Regions from separate parts of the Gossypium hirsutum genome. Here region 2 is linked to region 1. The links are chromatin contacts, called in public Hi-C maps. All regions are on one chromosome and are shown on one strand. Each heading gives the region's core, a stretch centred on a gene start, on an enhancer-like site or on the middle of the called end of the contact. The rest is flanking DNA. Distances are from core to core; before and after follow the strand shown. Region 1 has its middle 10 kb from the start of LOC107942030. Region 2 holds the start of LOC107942038 (oxysterol-binding protein-related protein 1C).

What was found. Hi-C and Micro-C count contacts between places; a contact is called where the count stands out from the background.
Region 2: a contact with region 1 is called in a Hi-C map of leaf, with 1.9 times the contacts expected there. The contact joins the promoter of LOC107942038 here to the enhancer-like site in region 1. A contact is called at or near these places in 8 of 34 Hi-C or Micro-C datasets (callus and leaf).

The regions. Positions count from the first base shown.
Region 1 is chrD05:21,610,762-21,614,331 of Gossypium_hirsutum_v2.1, reverse strand. No RefSeq gene overlaps it. Among protein-coding and RNA genes, the nearest start is that of LOC107942030, 10 kb to the right of the region's middle. Within about 2 kb of position 2,126, at least 3 of the 9 cell types and tissues checked have an H3K27ac peak or open chromatin away from gene starts, as enhancers often do. A contact at or near this core is called in leaf, where this site is marked.
Region 2 is chrD05:21,646,504-21,649,821 of Gossypium_hirsutum_v2.1, reverse strand. LOC107942038 (oxysterol-binding protein-related protein 1C) reads left to right here and starts at 1,424. Exons shown (of 11, transcript XR_001695744.2): 1 at 1,424-2,282; 2 at 2,380-2,736; 3 at 2,815-2,908; 4 at 3,232-3,318.

The DNA of each region.
Region 1 (3,570 bases), core at 877-3,376:
AATTTTAAACAAACTCATTTTTAATGAAAGTTTGGAGGATTGAAGCGGAAAGGCAAAGACAGAGGCAAAGTCTAATCAGATGTACTGTCTGCCTGCTATTATGTAACCTTAAACAGCTTATATCAAAGGTCAGTCTAATCTGAAACAGAAATAGGGTTCAGCCTTGACTTACCATTTACCGCCATGTCGGGGGCTTATATTGGGATTTACATTTGGATATAGTTCCAAAAACAAAGCTGTTGGGTGATTATTGTATTCTAATACTACTTTTTGTTATTAAATGAAAATTAACTAATGGTTTGTTTTACAGGTAAGTGAGAGAATTTGTTGAGATTAGGCAGCAGAATCTTTAGTTTATTGGAAAGCACATATGTGGGGATTCATTACCCTAATATTTATATTTAAATGCTAGGAAACGTGAGTGGCAGCAACGAGAGCTGTGCATGATTCACGTTTTCTTCCCTTTAACTAAATCTATATTCAGGAAAACCAAGGAAGATTATAGACAGAGTAAGGGTACCACACCATAATATTGTCTCATCTTCAGAAAAAGGCATAGTTTATGATACCATTTTCCAGTTCCCTACTTGCCTCCCTTCACTTTTATTTTTAAGGAAAGATCAAAATAAAATATGCCATCTTAAATCATCATTTCTGTTTTGGTACAGTGGAGTATGTTTAATCAAGTTTATTGTTGGAATCTTGAGCTTCCATAATAAGTTTAATCAATATTTCTCTGCCGCTTGAGTTTTAGTTTGATTGATATCGTCATAGTCGTCAATGCATGACGATAAATGTTCGAGTGCGTTGAAGCGCATTATCCTCCTGTTTATGGGTTGGAAGGGTGCTATGTCTAATTTTAGACATTGCGTCAAAAAGAACAAATATGATCAAAACTTATCTATCTGTTCTTTATTTTATTTTTAAATATATTGTATTGATTAAAAAAAGTTTGAATGATTGGGTTGATTTTTAAAGATTGTAACGTTATGAAACACAACCATACATGGCAATGGAACAGGACGTTATTGGAAGGCAATGTTGTCAACATCCCCAGCTATGGAGTGGAAGAGTGAAAGAGCTATTGTCGGTTGAGTGTTGAGGATGTGAGTCCATTTAAGTTTGAGTTGTAAAACAATTTATTTTTTCTTTTAAGGATTTTATACATCCGGAAATTTGCTTTATCGTTTAATTAAATTGTTTGATATTTTATAATTAACTTAAATAACAATGAATCACATGCTTAGATTATAAAGGTGACCTAAATCTTAATCTACATATTAGTTTTATGGCTTATAATTAGAGGTATTTATGGATTGAGTTTAAGTCAGCTTATGAATGGTATTAATATACTTTATACTTGCTCAAGCAAAGCTTCGAAATATAGACCTAAAATTTTACTCAAGCTCGTTCATATTTGTAAATGACTAACCCTACTCATTTTAGGCCTGTCTATATATATATTTTTTAAAATATCAAAAATATATATTTATGTTATTTTTAATTTAATATTTAATAATTTTATATTTTTTTATTAAAAATTCATATATAGGCTCCTTAACAATTTTTAATGTTTACATCATGGTAGTAATATTATAAATACTACTATAGATTTAATTTTTATGTGTTATAAATTACATAATATATAAAAATAAAATAACATAAAACATTACTAGTCAGGATGGGCTTTGGCCTTGAATGTTCAAGCCCTAGCCGAACTCATATTTTAAAAAGACTTAAATTTTTTGCCCGAACTTATATTTCGAGTCTAACATTTTTGCTTAAATCCTTCTAAATTTCGAATAGCCCTTTAGACTTAAACGAATAGCTAGACCCATAAAGATGAGAACTGAAATGAAATGGAGTGAGACTTGTCATTCTAGTTAACATTTATTTTTCTCGAGGAAGAAAATCTTTTTGTTGGACAGAAATTATAGTGATCGAACATACAAATTGGTTGCTAGCGACTGCCACTTGAAAATTTGGGACCTACATGTCCAATTGATAGGCCATTTTTCTTGCCAACTGTTTTTTATTATGATTCAAAATGTCATTGCCCATCACCCATCACCCATCATCCTCATAATAGTATTAGATACCAAAATTTGTGGGGAAAAAAACATCAAGACAGTTTAGGGTTTGGGCATTGGAAAGCATTCTGCAAATTGTGACTAACAGAAAAGTCTATGAAACCCAGCACAAGTAGGCTTCTTAAGGCCCGAAATCTCTTCCTCGGCTCAATAGGCCCAAAAACTATATATAGCCTTTTATATCAAACCCAAAAAATTTATGGACCGAATGATATTGTATGTATTGTCGGTTTATAAGTTTTAAGCACTATCAGTAAATAATACTACGATTAACTATCATTAAATTAAATATAAAATTATGGAGGACTTGTCAATAAATATTAATAATTTTATTTAAATATTAATTATAAGTATTATAAATAAATATTAATAGCTCTTGAATTTATGATATTGGGTTTAAGGGTTTTACCATTTATTTATAGTTAGTTATTATTTAATTATGTTTAAATAAAGTTATCAGTATTTATTTATAAGTCCTCCATTACATTTTTATTTTATTTAATGATGAGGTGTCATGTTATTATTCGCTGATGGTGCATGAGACTTATGCATCAAATATGTTGTAATATTATATATATACACACACTAATTTCTTATCGACATATGAGTTTGATTGTATATATCAATTAAATATATTATATTTATTTCTTGCAAAATGGCTACAAAATTTGTAGTATTTTAGAAATACTATGATTAAGAAATTAAAAATAAAATAAAATAAATATTTAAATTTTAGAATCTTTATAGTTTTGTGTTATGATTAATATAATATAAGAATGAAAATTTAATATTTAAAACAAATTTAAAAATTTAAAATAAAAAATCCACAATTTAAAAAATTATATAAACATATAATGTTAATAGTAAATTAGGATAGTAAAATTTGTACATGAGCATTAACAAACACTAGTGTTGTTAATTTATGGATTGTAAAATGTTTAATAATAATACTTATTTTTGTGTGATTATAAATGTATAATTTTGAATAATGTTATGTAAATATTAGATATTAGTAAAATAATGTTAAAATAATATGAACATGTATTATTTATTTAATTAGGTTATTGAACATTATTTATTAGAAAATTATTTAATTAATTTATTTGAAATTACAAAAATATAGTTTTTTAACATGTATTAATTAAATATTAATTTAATTTACAATTGATATCTAAAAGTAAATGTAATTTTTAATATACATTAGTGAATTTTTTAATACTTAGTTAAAAATACATAATATAATTTTTAATATTTATTAGTTAAAATTTTAAATATAGCAATAAACAATTTCAATTAATTATTTGAAGTTATATGTTAATTATTAAAAATTTTATGTTAATTTCATAAAAATAAGAAGAGAAAAATAACAGTTTTTTCACAAGTAATTGAAAATATATAGGGATTTTGTTTTTGAATCTAGAATAACTATAAAACTTTAGAAACTAAATTAATAAATAAAAAATGCGAAAAAATTAAAAGG
Region 2 (3,318 bases), core at 175-2,674, 36 kb before region 1:
CTAAAACTTCCACACTCACAAACCAAACCAGTTGCTTTACAACAACAAAAAAAGAAAGTGGACAATAATTATAGATGATGGTGACAAATGTGGATGATTTTGTGGTTTTGTGGTTTAATGATACTTTCCCTCATCGAATATTCTATTTCTTGGACAATGAACTGAATCCAGTTATAACATCCATGCTTTCTTCCAATTGTGCTTGATGGTTTTGTCGAGAAGGCCACAGATTCAATGCACTGCCAACGGATACTTCAACTTTGTAGTTGACGCTTCCCTTTTAAGATTTTTACCACACTAGAACCTCTGCCGTTGTCTTCCATCATAATTCTAGTTCTAATTAATTAATGCTACTTCTTCCACCATAAAATAATTTATTCTTTCATTTTATATATATAAATTAAGAAAATACTTTTTGGTTAATTACTTCTTTCTTTTGGGAACAAATGGTTAATTTTTTTAAATTAAAAATAATGAAACATACAAAACTAAAATAATAAATTGATTTAAATTGTGAGTAAAATAGTATCTAAATAGGTGAATACATTATATTAAAGGGTAAGTATTGGATATACTGACAGTATATTTTTTTTTATTTCACAAGCAATCTAAAAAAATTGGCATATTTTTTTTAAAAATATTTTACTATACTCTTATAGACTTATCAACCCTCTGATCCTACTTGTGGAGTTTAAAAACTTAACCGATAGTATACTAGATATTATTCCAATATTAAATCCACTTCAGTTATTTATCATGTTATTATCATTTTTCTTGAATTGGTATCAAGCCAATTTGTGACACTGATTCAATCAACAACAGAATCAAAACGATATGGATAAAAAATTTTGTGAAATAATATTGAAGTATTATGAAAATATTAAAATAAAGCTTTTGGTTAGAATAGTAAAGGAAATGTTTTATAAATGCTCACAGATTTAAATCTCAATATATATATTTTTCCTGAATTTATTAAAAATATAAAAAGATAAAAATACCACTATAATAATATAAATTATTTTACACATATAAGAATATTTTTTTGTAAATTTCTTAATCGAATTGATGACTATACCAACTTAGTCACACAAATATAAATACACATTGATTAGAACTAAAATTAAACTTAATACAAAGTATAATGAATTTAAATATAAATAAATTCTGTACATATCATTAAGAGTAACACTAAGTGAGACTAAATAAAGAATGTATGAGAATCGACTAATTATATTAATACAAAGTGGTGTTTAGTTGGACGAAATTAAATACAATTGGAAAAATTCATGCATCTCTTAACTAATTTCTGATATTATTATGTCTTAATTAAATATCATCTTTGTTAAACCCAACCGCTCAGGGGATTAAAATTTTCCCTCTCTCGCTCGGGTTACCCGCCCGAAGTTCCCGCCAACGGCCACCCCTTTCCTCAAACGGCCGTCCTTTTTTAGTACTATTTTTTTGTAACCGTCTGCCCAAATTCTACTGACATTTATGTGTATATATATAAACAAAATTCAACTATTGGATCTCCTTTTTCTCTATCTCGTAAATGACAATCCAAGAAATTTAAAGAACAAAAAAAAAAAAATGAAGAGTGGAGAGCCATGAAAACTGTAACTGTAACCACCGTGCTCTCCATCGCCACGTCAGCTTTTACCTATCCCGGTGTCTTCCGATTATTCTATTTTTTATAAAGAACAATTAATATTACGCATTCTTTTTTGCTGTTTGGAACCACCGTACCTGGCCATTCTCCGATCAAAACATTTCCTACGGCGTTCGTCTTTATGAGTAATCCTTCTGTGAGAAACCTTTCTCCTTCCTCTTCCGCTCCTATATCCCGATCCAAGTCGACCCTACCCTTGGACCAAATTCAGTGCCCGTGCAATCCAAGCCACCAGGTTCTCTATCATCGTAGCAGAAGCGTGAATTATTATAATCGGATGAAACAGAAGAACGGGGTGTCGTCGGGACGAGAGGTGACGGCGGCTCTAGTGGATGTGAAGCTAAACAACATTGTAGGGAACGGGATATCCGGAGTGCTTTTCAAATGGGTGAATTACGGGAAAGGTTGGAAACCGAGGTGGTTCGTTTTGCAAGACGGAGTGTTATCATATTATAAACTCCATGGACCTGATAAGATCGTCGTCAGCCAAGAAACGGAAAAAGGATGCAAAGTTATCGGCGAAGAGTCTCTTCGTATTATAACCAGTTGTCGCAAACCCATTTGTCATCAATCCCTCACCCGTCGCAAACCCTTCGGTGAAGTCCACCTAAAGGTCAAAAAGAAGAAAAATGATTAAAATAAGCAAAAGAAAAACAAATTTGAATTTCATTTCTTTCTTTCTTTTTATTTGAATCTTGAAATTTTCTCAGGTTTCCTCGATTAGGGAAAGCAAATCAGATGACAAGAGGTTCTCGATTTACACCGGAACGAAAATGCTTCATTTACGAGCCGAGACGCGGGACGATAAGGTCGCGTGGATTGAAGCGCTTCAGGCGGTTAAGGATATGTTCCCTAGGATACCTAATAGCGAGCTCATGGTTCAGGTGAACAATGCGTCGGTTTCCACGGAGAAGTTGAGGCAACAGCTGATGCAGGAAGGGGTAAGCGAATTGGCTATCCAAGATAGCGAGCAGATTATGAGGACGGAATTCTTAACAATGCAGAAGCAGATGCTGTTGCTTAGACAGAAACAGTATCTCCTCATCGAAACCTTGCGTCAGTTAGAGGTATATGAAACAAAGGTTTTTACTTCTTTTTTGCAATCTTCTGCTAAGAAATTGCTAGTTTGTACTCTTATTTTGCAGGCAGAAAAAGTTGATCTGGAAAATACAGTGGTCAACGAGAGCCAAAACAAGTCGAATCAAGGGGCTTACGCCATGGTAAAGCATGACAGAAGTGGTAAGATTATTAGGCAGTAAAACTATTTTATTTCAATTGTCGCTTCTATAAACTAATTTGTCGACAACTTTAACGCTTGTTAAGCAGAGGTTTATCAGTCATCTTGAATCAATTTTTGTGTATGTTTATCAGCCATCTTTTTTATTGTTAATTATGTGTTCCATTTAATAATATTATCAGGTGTTTATAGTGTTGATTGCTAGGTTATACAAATTGCTTTCTGTCTTCTTTGGTTTAATTTTCATTCAAGTCATTGTCACTACTTTCTGTTCATAGCATTGTTAATTATGGTTTTTTTCCCCTTTGTCCAAATTCTTACTCAGAAGGAAATACAACCGACTCAGATGATGACCCTGAAAGAGTTGATGCTGCAGAAGAAGAAACTGATGATGATGATCATAATTTCTTTG